Regions from separate parts of the Mus musculus genome. Here region 2 is linked to region 1. A link is a contact called in public HiChIP or PLAC-seq data. All regions are on one chromosome and are shown on one strand. The core of a region is the stretch at or near the end of the contact, and the rest is flanking DNA. Distances in the headings are between cores, read along the strand shown. Region 1 holds the start of Mettl22 (methyltransferase like 22). Region 2 has its middle 20 kb from the start of 1810013L24Rik.

Evidence for each region. HiChIP or PLAC-seq counts read pairs in DNA pulled down with a chosen protein or histone mark.
Region 2: a contact with region 1 is called in an HNF4G HiChIP or PLAC-seq map of pancreatic cancer cells. The contact joins the enhancer-like site here to the promoter of Mettl22 in region 1. A contact is called at or near these places in 6 of 39 promoter capture datasets (the C10 cell line, the HPC-7 cell line, erythroid cells and 3 more), 2 of 484 Hi-C or Micro-C datasets (B cells and double positive thymocytes), 5 of 115 datasets of contacts at active chromatin or transcription factors (astrocytes, embryonic stem cells, microglia and 2 more) and 2 of 9 other capture datasets (adipose tissue and liver).

Annotation. Positions count from the first base shown.
Region 1 is chr16:8,467,934-8,473,166 of GRCm38.p6, forward strand. Mettl22 (methyltransferase like 22) reads left to right here and starts at 2,880. Exons shown (of 11, transcript NM_146247.1): 1 at 2,880-2,932. Gm30012 (a long non-coding RNA gene) reads right to left here and starts at 3,218. Exons shown (of 5, transcript XR_384641.4): 1 at 3,010-3,218; 2 at 1,610-1,662; 3 at 1,143-1,281.
Region 2 is chr16:8,807,897-8,813,129 of GRCm38.p6, forward strand. No RefSeq gene overlaps it. Among named protein-coding and RNA genes, the nearest start is that of 1810013L24Rik, 20 kb to the right of the region's middle. Within about 2 kb of position 3,000, at least 77 of the 459 cell types and tissues checked have an H3K27ac peak or open chromatin away from gene starts, as enhancers often do. A contact at or near this core is called in embryonic stem cells and pancreatic cancer cells, where this site is marked.

The DNA of each region.
Region 1 (5,233 bases), core at 1,630-4,129:
GAGAGCGCTCAGCTGATCTGAGCTTCTAATCCTAGCTACTTGAGAGACTGTGGTAGGAGAACCACAAGGACAGAGGGAGGGAGGGAAGCAAAAAAATAAGTCAGTTCCTCCCTTCTAGCCTCCACCCCCTTCCCAGCTCTCAGTAGTGAGGAGGAAACCAGAGCCTCATGGATGCTAGGCAAGTGCTCTTCATTAAGCTTTAATCTCAGCCATCCTCATCTCCTCTTAAGGGAAAATTCCCAAGAACTATCCCATGCCACATTCTCTCACTTCCCGTTATTCCCATTAGCTATAGGCCATGTTCGTTGCAAGGGAAGCAGGGAAGCGTGGTTTTTAAAGTCTGGGGAGGTCTTACACAGTTATGGAAGAAGAAGGAAATGGATGCTGCCCATGGTTATGAAGGACGTGTAAGGAAGTGAAGCTGGAACGGTTAACAGGGCTGGGAGCAGGGGGTTAAACATGTCTCTGAAAACGATAGGAAGCTGAAAAGGCATTAAATGCCTCAGGATCACACTGACAAGCTGCCCAGACCACTACATTTTCTCTGCTCAGCTACTTAACACATATGGGCAGTCCAGAGAAAACCATCAAAGCCCGGCCTACCCAGGGAGAATCGGAATCATCTCTGCTAAATACTTTGCCCAGCTCTCTCCTTCCTTGCTTCCTTCAGCCCCTGCTCCTCCTGACATACAACCTGGCCTTCCCAGGCCACCTGACCATTCTCCATTCCCCAACTCTCTATCCAGCACTCTGTACTTTTAAAATATATCTGCTTGTTCTCTGGCCCTTCCCCAGCAGAACAGAAGTATCATGAGAGCAGAGACTTGTCTGATGTAACCTCTTCCCTCATGTCCCACACCTAGGAGACATTCTGATAGCCTTCTTTTCTTTGATAGATATTTGCTTAGAATAAAAATTTCCCATGATCACACTAGTGTGCTTCTATCCTGGCAGAATATACACGTGTGCTCATCTGCATGTGTTGCTATGCCTGCCTGACTCTCTACATCCATGTGTCTTGGTGTGGGGAGGTGTCTGCTCAGCATTGTGTAGCCATCAGGAAAATAGCAACAGAAAGCAGTGGCTTCTGAAAGTTGGTCGAGGCAGTTTGGGATAGCCCAGAAACTTGATGCTTTACTTACAAGGAAGATGTGGCCTTGATGGTCACTTCATTCTGCTCTGCTTCTAGGGAAAAGAGATGAGAATTCACCCGGAGCCTGGAGTGTCCATGGGCTCTCTCTGCCCCATCTTCTGCAATTGGCCACACTTCTTCTTTGAGCCCTAACGTTCAGATAATCCAGGGGGCAAGCGGAAAGCAAATAGAGGACATGAGATTCACATTTGCCTCGGCTACAGTTTAGATCAAAGTGTACCCAGAAGTGAGCATGTATTCAAAGCCTGGCCCCTATGCAAGTGTTGATCAGAGGTGGGGATTTCAGTGTGAGCCTGTGTTAGCCCCTGTGTGGGATCATAGGGATCAGACGCCTTCATGGGTAGATTCATCCACTGTTAGATTTATAATCCAGTGGGTGGAACCCTCTGGAGGTGGAGCCTAGCTGGAGACAATATGTCATTGAGCCTTTGGGTCTAGCGCTTGGCCTCCCATTACCTGTGCTCTAGCTCCCACAGTTCCAAAGCAATGGAGCTAGCAATGCTGGACCTCTGAAAGCATGAGACAAAAGAAGTCATTATTTCCTTAGGTGGTTTCTGAAAGCATGAGACAAAAGAAGTCATTATTTCCTTAAGTGGTTTTTCCTGAGTATTTATCACAGCCACAAAAATAAGTGACTAAATACAGCCTCCAACCTTAAGCACTTACCATTCTCAGCATTCTGAACAGGATAAGGTTTACCTAAGGTGTAATATTTGTGTCCTATTTCATTTTATGCTAGACTCCAACTTAGAAAGATCCGGGATCATCGTTACTGGAGACTTGATGACTAGATCCGTTAGTCCTGCCAATTGCTTGTAAGGATGCTAAACGCAGGGTATACATAACACTGGGAAGAAACAAGGGGCATGCTGGCTAACACACTCCGGATCCCTCACCCTCCAATTTGAATCCTCACCACTTAGTGGCTGAGTGATCCTCCAGCCTGCCTGCCTTGCCGGAATAAGGATATTCTAAACGTAACACACTTGTGCCCCTCCCTTTGGCTATCAGATTATTGAAACAGTCAACCCCCAAATTTTGATTTTCCCCAACAGTCCCAAGCTGGGAGGAGATAAAGGTTAATACCAGGGACCAAACAGATGAGTCACTGTCTTCCAGGAAGAGAATTACAACTTTTCAAAACTCCTTGCAGGATAGATTGAAGCCAAAAAAAAAAAAAAAAAAAAAAAAAAAAAAAAAAAGGATGGAGCAATGATGGGCAGTACCATACCCAGACCAGGACTGCTTAGCTATGCATAACTATAGCACTCTACTTAAACATAAATATCCTATCGGTGCCCGAAACATGTACTTGGGTGGGTCATTGTATGTTTTTGTCTTCTGCTTTTGCCTATTAATTGTTTCCTGGGCATACTTAGGAACAATGGTTAAATACAGCTTATTAGGACTCTGATCTTTAATGACTCTAACACTTAAAGCAAATTATTTAACTTTTTTTTCTTGTGCTGGGCTCTCTACACCGCTGAGATTCTTAGCCATATTTAAATTTTTTACAGGAGGGATTCCAAACACCGAAGTGCAGAGGCGTCCCCACTCTGGACGGCCATATGAGCAATCCGACCAGGTGACAGCTGAGCCTCCAGTGGCCGCCACAGGGCTGAGCGAGAGCATCAGGTGTTAGCTAGCGGCTGCCGCCGCGTGCGCATGCGCGACCCGAGCCGGCGCTTGGACCGCGCCTGCGCAAGCTGTCCGTCATGGCGGCTTCCTGAGCCCCATGGCTAGGGTTCCGCGTGGGACTTCAGACCAGTGTCATGGCGGGTAAGAGCCCGGGAGAGGGGGCGGGACCGGGAAGAACCCAGGGAGCATCTTGGCTTTGAGAGCCAAGCTTACACGACCTTGAAGTCTGAACCCTCAGCCTCAGTTTCCCTTTCTGTATGGGACGTCTCGGTTTCCGTGCTGGGTGAGGCAGTCCCACTCTGTCTCGGATTAGGAAGGGAAGGAGAGGCCGGGTTAGCGACTGGCTTCTTCAGAGTGACTGGCCGCTAATGGAGGAGGTCCCTGGAGCCGCTGACGCCGCCCTGCGCGCGTGGCCAGCCCTTTCCTGCACCTCTGAGCCCTGCGCCCTCCAGCTTCCTGGCGTTCCCTCTCCCAGCTCCTAAGTTTTGATTGTCCAGTGGGTGTGCATCCACCTGCCTGGGAGGAGGGGAGTTCTGTCCACCCCGGTAGACTGGTTTGGGGAATAACAGTGGCTGTAACCCTTGAAGAATTCTTGGGAATCCAACTCTGCCGTCTCGGAATTGCCTAGACGACCTGCCAGCTCCCCTACCGGAATGAATTTGCAACATGAAACCTGGGACTGCTTTTCCAGCAGTACCTAGGAGAAACTGGACACCTCTCTATACCATGCATTTTCTAAGTAGAGAAACTGTCTCAAGGTCTCTAGCCATCTCCCCGGGACACTTTTCTATAAACATGATCCTGTAGCTACTTACAAGTTACTGATGATCCCTGAAAGGGACGGTTGTCACGTTTAATCCTCACACAGGCCTCAGTGCCTCCCTATTTCCAGAATGCTGATTCCCAGGCGAAACCCTTAAAGGAGGCTCATGACCTGGGACTTCTCTCTCAGGCCACATTTCCTGGGAAACCTGCTTCATTCATACTTTTAAGTAGACGAAGTCGACCAGAGGTTAGTAGAGAATTTGTTTTCCACCTATATGTTAGACGATTTGGTCCTCATATAATTCCCACTTACAGAATGAACAATGAACATGCATCCTCTGAGGTGTAAATTTGTGTACCATAACAACACATTCTATCCTCTTATTCATGGTCAGTGTTCCCAAAGATGGCAGAGAGGATTTTTTGGACCAAAACCAAAAGCCAAATCTTGTCTTCCATTCAGAACTAGGGGAGCCAGTCTACCTCGAACCAGTAGGTGGTTAGGGCTAGGCTGTGTTTCCTCTGCCTGAATCATGTCTGATTTTTGTTGCCAGTGGTTTTGCTGAAGGCTGAGTACTTCTTTGATTTCATTCACATGAAATCCCACATTGGTTTCATTCCCAGCCCCAGTTCACACCTGCTTACCCGCTTACGTTTTCGCTGGCTTATCATGCTGTGGAGGGAAACAAAGCAAACTCGGAGAAGAACTTTCTGGGTTGGCGCCATTGCCGTTCCCTGGCACTCATCCATATACAAAGCTCCAGCTGTGGGCAGTTAGAGCATGAAGACATCTGAATTATGATAATAAAATTAAACCGTTTCCATCTTCCAGTTTGAAAACAAATGGAGGCTCCTAAGAGTTTGACTCACCGTAAGCACACCAACCACGTAGGAATTGTCCCTGTAGGCACTGGAGAAGGGCAGGTTTGGGCCAAACACATGAAACCAACCTCGTGGCAAAGAAGTCGCCGCTATTTCACACCTGTTGTAATTCAAAGACTCTGCTCAGAGCTTTTCCCACACCTCACCCCACTCCCACACTCCTGCAAGGTGGCAATATGGCTGATAGAGCAGGTCCAGAGAGGAAAGTGATTCCCCCCGAGGTCTGTAGCTGGGAGGTGGGGGACCAGAGTTTATACCTAGTTGCCCAGCTTCGAGGCCCGTCAGACTTCCGCTGGTGCTCTGTGGTGAGGTAGAACAGTTAGTTGGAAGGAAAGCCTTCCTGTTTGCAACCACTGTGGCTTGGATATGGTTTCTAATTGTAGTATATAGTTATATAGGAAAGTATTCCTCAGAGACAGGTAATGAAAGAATTCAGTAGTAAAATGTCATGTTGTCTTCAGTTCACTTTTAAGAGAATTCAAAGGAGAAATCATAGATGGATAGATAGATAGATAGATAGATAGTAGATAGTAGGTAATATGCTTTACTGGATAAGATAGATAATATGTATTAATAGATGATTGCTAGATAATACATTATTAAATATATGGTCTCTTATTAGATAGATGGTCTCTTAGATAGATGGGTATATATTATTTGATAGTCTCCATTATTAGGTAGGTGGTCTCTATTAGGAATATAGTCTGTTATTAGGCAAATGATCTATTATATATAGGGACTCTATTTTGGGGAGCGTTGTTTGTTTGTTTGTTTTGATTTCGAGACAGGGTTTCT
Region 2 (5,233 bases), core at 1,750-4,249, 340 kb after region 1:
TAATTGGGGGCTATTTTCCTCTTTGACTATAGGTAGATGGTGTCAGAACTGATTGTCCCACCCGCCTTGGTGTCCTGAGACAGTGTAACAAAGCCTGTACATGTTTGGTGTCAGAAGAATTCTGTGGCTAGAAACAGACACCTTCGTGTCACATGGGGTATCAGGTGTGAAATGGTAACAAATAAATTAACCTGAAAACATTAGTTCAGTTGGTCTTGGTGGCACATGCTTATAATCCCAGCCCAGGGAGACCTGGGCAGGAATATCGTGCAGGCTGATGCCTGCTTGGATACACAGCAAGACCTTGTTTCAGAGAATGAAACACAGGCTGGAGAGAGGACTCAGTGGTTATGGGTTCCCAAGCTCAATTCCCAGCATCCACATCGGGGAGCTCACACCAGCTCCAGCTGGGGTCCGGGATCCCTCTCCTTGTTTTATTCTCCGCCCATACACACAGCATATACATTGTTAATAAAATAAAAATAAGTACCAAAAAGTGGAGAATGAAGGTGAACACACTCCGAGTAAAACAAAGCATCAGGCTCGGGAGACGGCTCCAGAGGAAAGCAGTTGTTACAATGTAAGGACTTGAGTTGATCCGGAGAACCCACATAGAAAGCCAAGGTGTGCAAGAGATGGTTCCGCCTTTAAGAGTAATGCTCTTTCAGAGGGCCAGGATTTGATTCCCAGCACCCACATAGTGGTCACAGTCCTAAGATGCTGCATTTCCACAGAATCTGCCGACCTCTTCTGGTCTCCACAGCCACCAGGCTCACATGCAGGCAAAACACCCACATCTAAGTGTACTGAGTATGGTGAAAATAACCCCCAGTTAATGAAAACTATCAAACGATTAGCTATTGGAAGCACTGGTCTCCAGGCCAATCAGAGACACACTGAGTCAAAAAAAAAAAAAAAAAAAAAAAAAAGAAAAAGAAAGAAGAAAAAAAAAAAAGATGAATGGTACCTGAGGAATGACATCCAGGCAGTCCTAGGGTCCACACACCTGCACACATCTACATAACTACAATACCTGCACACACATGAATATGCACACATACACACATATTCAAGAAATCAACACAACACACCATAACAAAAAATTGAGCTCACTACAAAGATTAAGAACCAAGTGGGACTCATTGTAAATAAAATATATGGAAACAAAAACATGTATCTGTGGCAGGCAGTGTGGGGACATTTGCCGGGATGCTATTGCTCAGGCTGTGTTTCTATCCTGCAAATGCCAGTAACTCCAGCTCCAGGGAGCCAAGGCACTCCCTCCCGTTTAGGCAAGTGGACAGATAAGTCCTCCCAAAACAAATCAAATATATCTTTAAAAATGTTATTGTTGCCGGGTGTGGTGGCGCATGCCTTTAATTCCAGCACTTGTGAGGCAGAGGCAGGCTATTTTCTGAGTTCGAGGCCAGCCTGGTCTACAGAGTGAGTTCCAGGACAGCCAGGGCTACACAGAGAAACCCTGTCTCGAAAAACCAAAAAGCCAAAAAACAACCAAAAAAGGAGGAGGAGGAGGAGGGGGGGGAGGAGGAGGAGGAGGAGGAGGAGAAGAAGAAGAAGAAGAAGGAGAAGAAGGAGAAGAAGAGGAAGAAGAAGAAGAAGAAGAAGAAGAAGAAGAAGAAGAAGAAGAAGAAGAAGAAGAAGAAGAAGAAGAAGAAGAAAAATGTTATTGAGAGAAAAAGAGAGGGGGTGGAGAGAGAGAGAGAGAGAGAGAGAGAGAGAGAGATCCAGCAGCCTAAAACAGTTCATTTTGAGCAGTCTTCTCCCAACTTTAGCACACTGGCCACATTGGCTAGGATGGTAGTCACCTAGTATGCAACTGGATTAACCCCCCACCCCCAAGTCACAGTTTTCCTGCTGACGCAATGTCGGCCAGACTAAGAATAGATAAAAGCAGGTTTCTTAGATTCTGCTCCAGGGCAGGTTCATAGGTCCCAAGGGAAGGAGTCAAAGAAACCGTGCATCTGGGCTCAGGTAAGGGAGGTTTATAGGTCTGAGGTGAGGGCTGAGGATGTGTTAGCGAGAAGCTGCGATTGCCCCTGTGTTGGCACTCTTGGGTGTGTTACCAGAAACAAGGCAATTCCATGATGACCTGTTGCCGGAGGGGTTGAGGGCAGGAGAACAGCCGGGGTTTCAACCAAATAATAAGACTTTTGTCACCTGGCGGTGGTGGTGCATGCCTTTAATCCTAGCACTCCGGAGGCAGAGGCAGGCGGATTTCTGAGTTCAAGGCCAGCCTGGTCTACAGAGTGAGTTCCAGGACAGCCAGGGTTATACAGAGAAACCCTGTCTCCAAAAACCAAACCAAAAGAAAAAAAAAAAAAGCCAAAAAACCTATTTATTTATTTATTTATTTATTTATTTATTTATTTATTTATTATATGTAAGTACACTGTAGCTGTCCTCAGACACTCCAGAAGAGGGCATCAGATTTCGTTAAGAATGGTTTTGAGCCACCATGTGGTTGCTGGGACTTGAACTCGGGACCTTCGGAAGAGCAGTCGACGCTCTTAACCACTGAGCCATCTCGCCAGCCACCCCCCCCCCCCCACATACTTTTGTCAAAAAAAAATTTAGATGTATTTATTTTACGTGTATAACTGTTTTACCTACATGTGCATCTGTGCACCAGATTTGTACCTGGTGCCTTCAGGGGATAGAAGAGGGCGGGGATCCTGGAGCTGGAGTTATGCGTGGTTGTGAGCAGGCTTAAGTGCAGGGAACTGAACTTGTGTCTTAAGTAAGAGCAGTACACGCTCGTACTACTGAGTCATTTCTCCAGCTCCTAAAGTTTCTTTTATCGAATGCAACTGGGTCACCATCTCTCCAATGTCCAGTTTTCCTTACCTTTCAGGTCCTAAAATTAGAGGACATGGAAATTCTGGTGCCTGACTCATCCAGGCGGCCCATGTGACTCATTCTGTCCAATGGAACCTTGCCTCTTCCTTCCCAGCTCCTGAAAGGCAGGAGTCTTCAGGCTGCACTCTTCCTGGGAGGCCTTGTGTGATGAGTTCACAGACACAAGAGGGGAGCACCTGGGTAGTCACACTGGAATGGTCCCGTGGTTGCTGAGTCACACTGAGTCATGCTGAGTCACGATGCATCTTCACATGGCAGAAAAGCCCAGAGAGTTGCCTGGGCCCAGGAGAAGCTTTGCTTGAGCCTGAAAGAAAGTTTTGTGAACCTGGCAATGCGGGTCTGCTCTAGGTTGTGGGGAGGCTGAGGCAGGTGATCTCAAGGTCACGGGTTGCCTGATCTGGAGAGTGAGGTAGGTGAAGGTCAGCCTGGACAACTTAGGGAGATTGCATTTCAAAACCTTTTCTCTTATGATTGATTGATATTTTTGTTGCTGTTATTTTTTGAGACAGTTTGTGTGTGTGTGTGACCCTGGCTGTCCTGGAACTCTGTAAACCAGGCTGGCCTATTGGTGTCTATTCCAGTATGTGATACTCATGAGGTCTGGACTTAGTGAATTGGGGGAACAAATTCATAGAACACAGCAGAGAGGTAGATGCCACTTCTCAGAGTAGGTTTTGAAACCTGTAGCTTCTGCAGTGAAGAGATGGCTCAGTGGTTAGGAGCACCCGCTGCTCTTCTAGAGGGTCTGCGTTAGATTCCCAGAACCCAAGTGGTGGCTCATAGTTTCTTTAACTCCAGTGCTAAGGGACCCATCACCGTCTTGGCTTCTGAGGGCCTCTGGCATGCCCTTAACACACACACACACACACACACACACACACACACACACACACACACACACGCAACACATCCATCAACAATATATCCCCAGGCCCCATGTGGTAAGAGTCAGCTCCTGCGGGTTGTCCCAGTTACCACACGTGTGTGCACCAGGACACGTGTAGACCAACCCCTCACATGCCTCTTCCTGCTGAGTGCTGAAATTAAAGGCATATGTAAATGAAAGCACAAAAGGGAGTGGGTTACTTCAGCTAACAGTTAAGGGGTACAGTCCATCATGGGGGTGGGGGTAGGTGGAAGCAATAGCAGCTTGAAGCAGCTGGTCACAAGAGGCACAGTGGGTGAAGGTGGGTACTTAGCTTGCCTTCCACTGGACCGTTCAGGATCCCAGCAGAAGGAATGACACCCCCTGCCCCCAATGGGCTAGCCTTTCTACCTTAATAAACCTAATCAAGATAACCTCTCAGGGGCATGGCCAAGGCCCACTCTCCTAGAAGCCTAGATCCTGTCAAGTGGACAGTTAACACTAACAATTATAGACACAAAAGGAAAGGAAGGTAAAAAGGAAACTGCTTTGGAGTTGGTTATGGGGACACATCTGTTGTCCTGTGAATCATGAAGCTGAGCCCAGAGGAAGCTACACATTTAAGTCCAGCCAGGGCTATATCTTGACTAACGACTTCCAGACTAGCCTGTCCTACAGTGTAAAACCCACTCTTATTACAGAGGAATCCAAGCCAGGCAAGGGGCACATGCCTGTACTCTCAGCACTGGGGATGTAGAGGCAAGGAGATCACAGGGACAACTCCATTTCTTGTGGGGTGGGAGGGAGGCTCCATGAGACTCCATCTGAGCAATGATGAGGAGCAGGCCGTTAAGCCCAGCGTTTGGGAGGTAAAGGCAGGTGGGGTTTCGTGAGTTCCAGGCTAAGACTGGAATACAATATTGAGTTTCAGGCCATCCATGGCTACATTTATTTAAAAAAAAAAAGAAAAGAAAAGAAAAGAAAGAAAGAAAAGAAAAAGAAAAAGCCCAACAAAAACAACAAGGAAAAATTAATAATAATAATAAATAATAAATGTAGTGAGATGCTGAGGGTGTTCATGTAACCTCAGCACCAGGGAGCTGGAGGCAGACAGCTCCAAGTTCAAGGTCATCCTTCCTACAAAGTGGGGTGGAGCCAGCCTTAGTGACTTAATACCTTGACTCAAAAGGAGATGGCTAGCGGCTTAGAACACTTGTTGCTCTCATGGAGATCTGGGTTCTGGGAACAGAATCCAAATAGTGGCTCCCAACTTCCTATAACTCCAGTCCTAGGCAATCCGCCACCCTATTCTGACTACTCAGATGCATGTAGTGCACATACAATAAAACAATAAACCTAAATTAAAAATCAAATAAAGGGGGCCATCCATAGAATAATTATATCTCATTTATTGTTGTTTATTATTATGTTCCTGTGATATGTGCATGTGTGTGTGTGTGTATGTATGTACGTGTGTGTGCACACGCATGT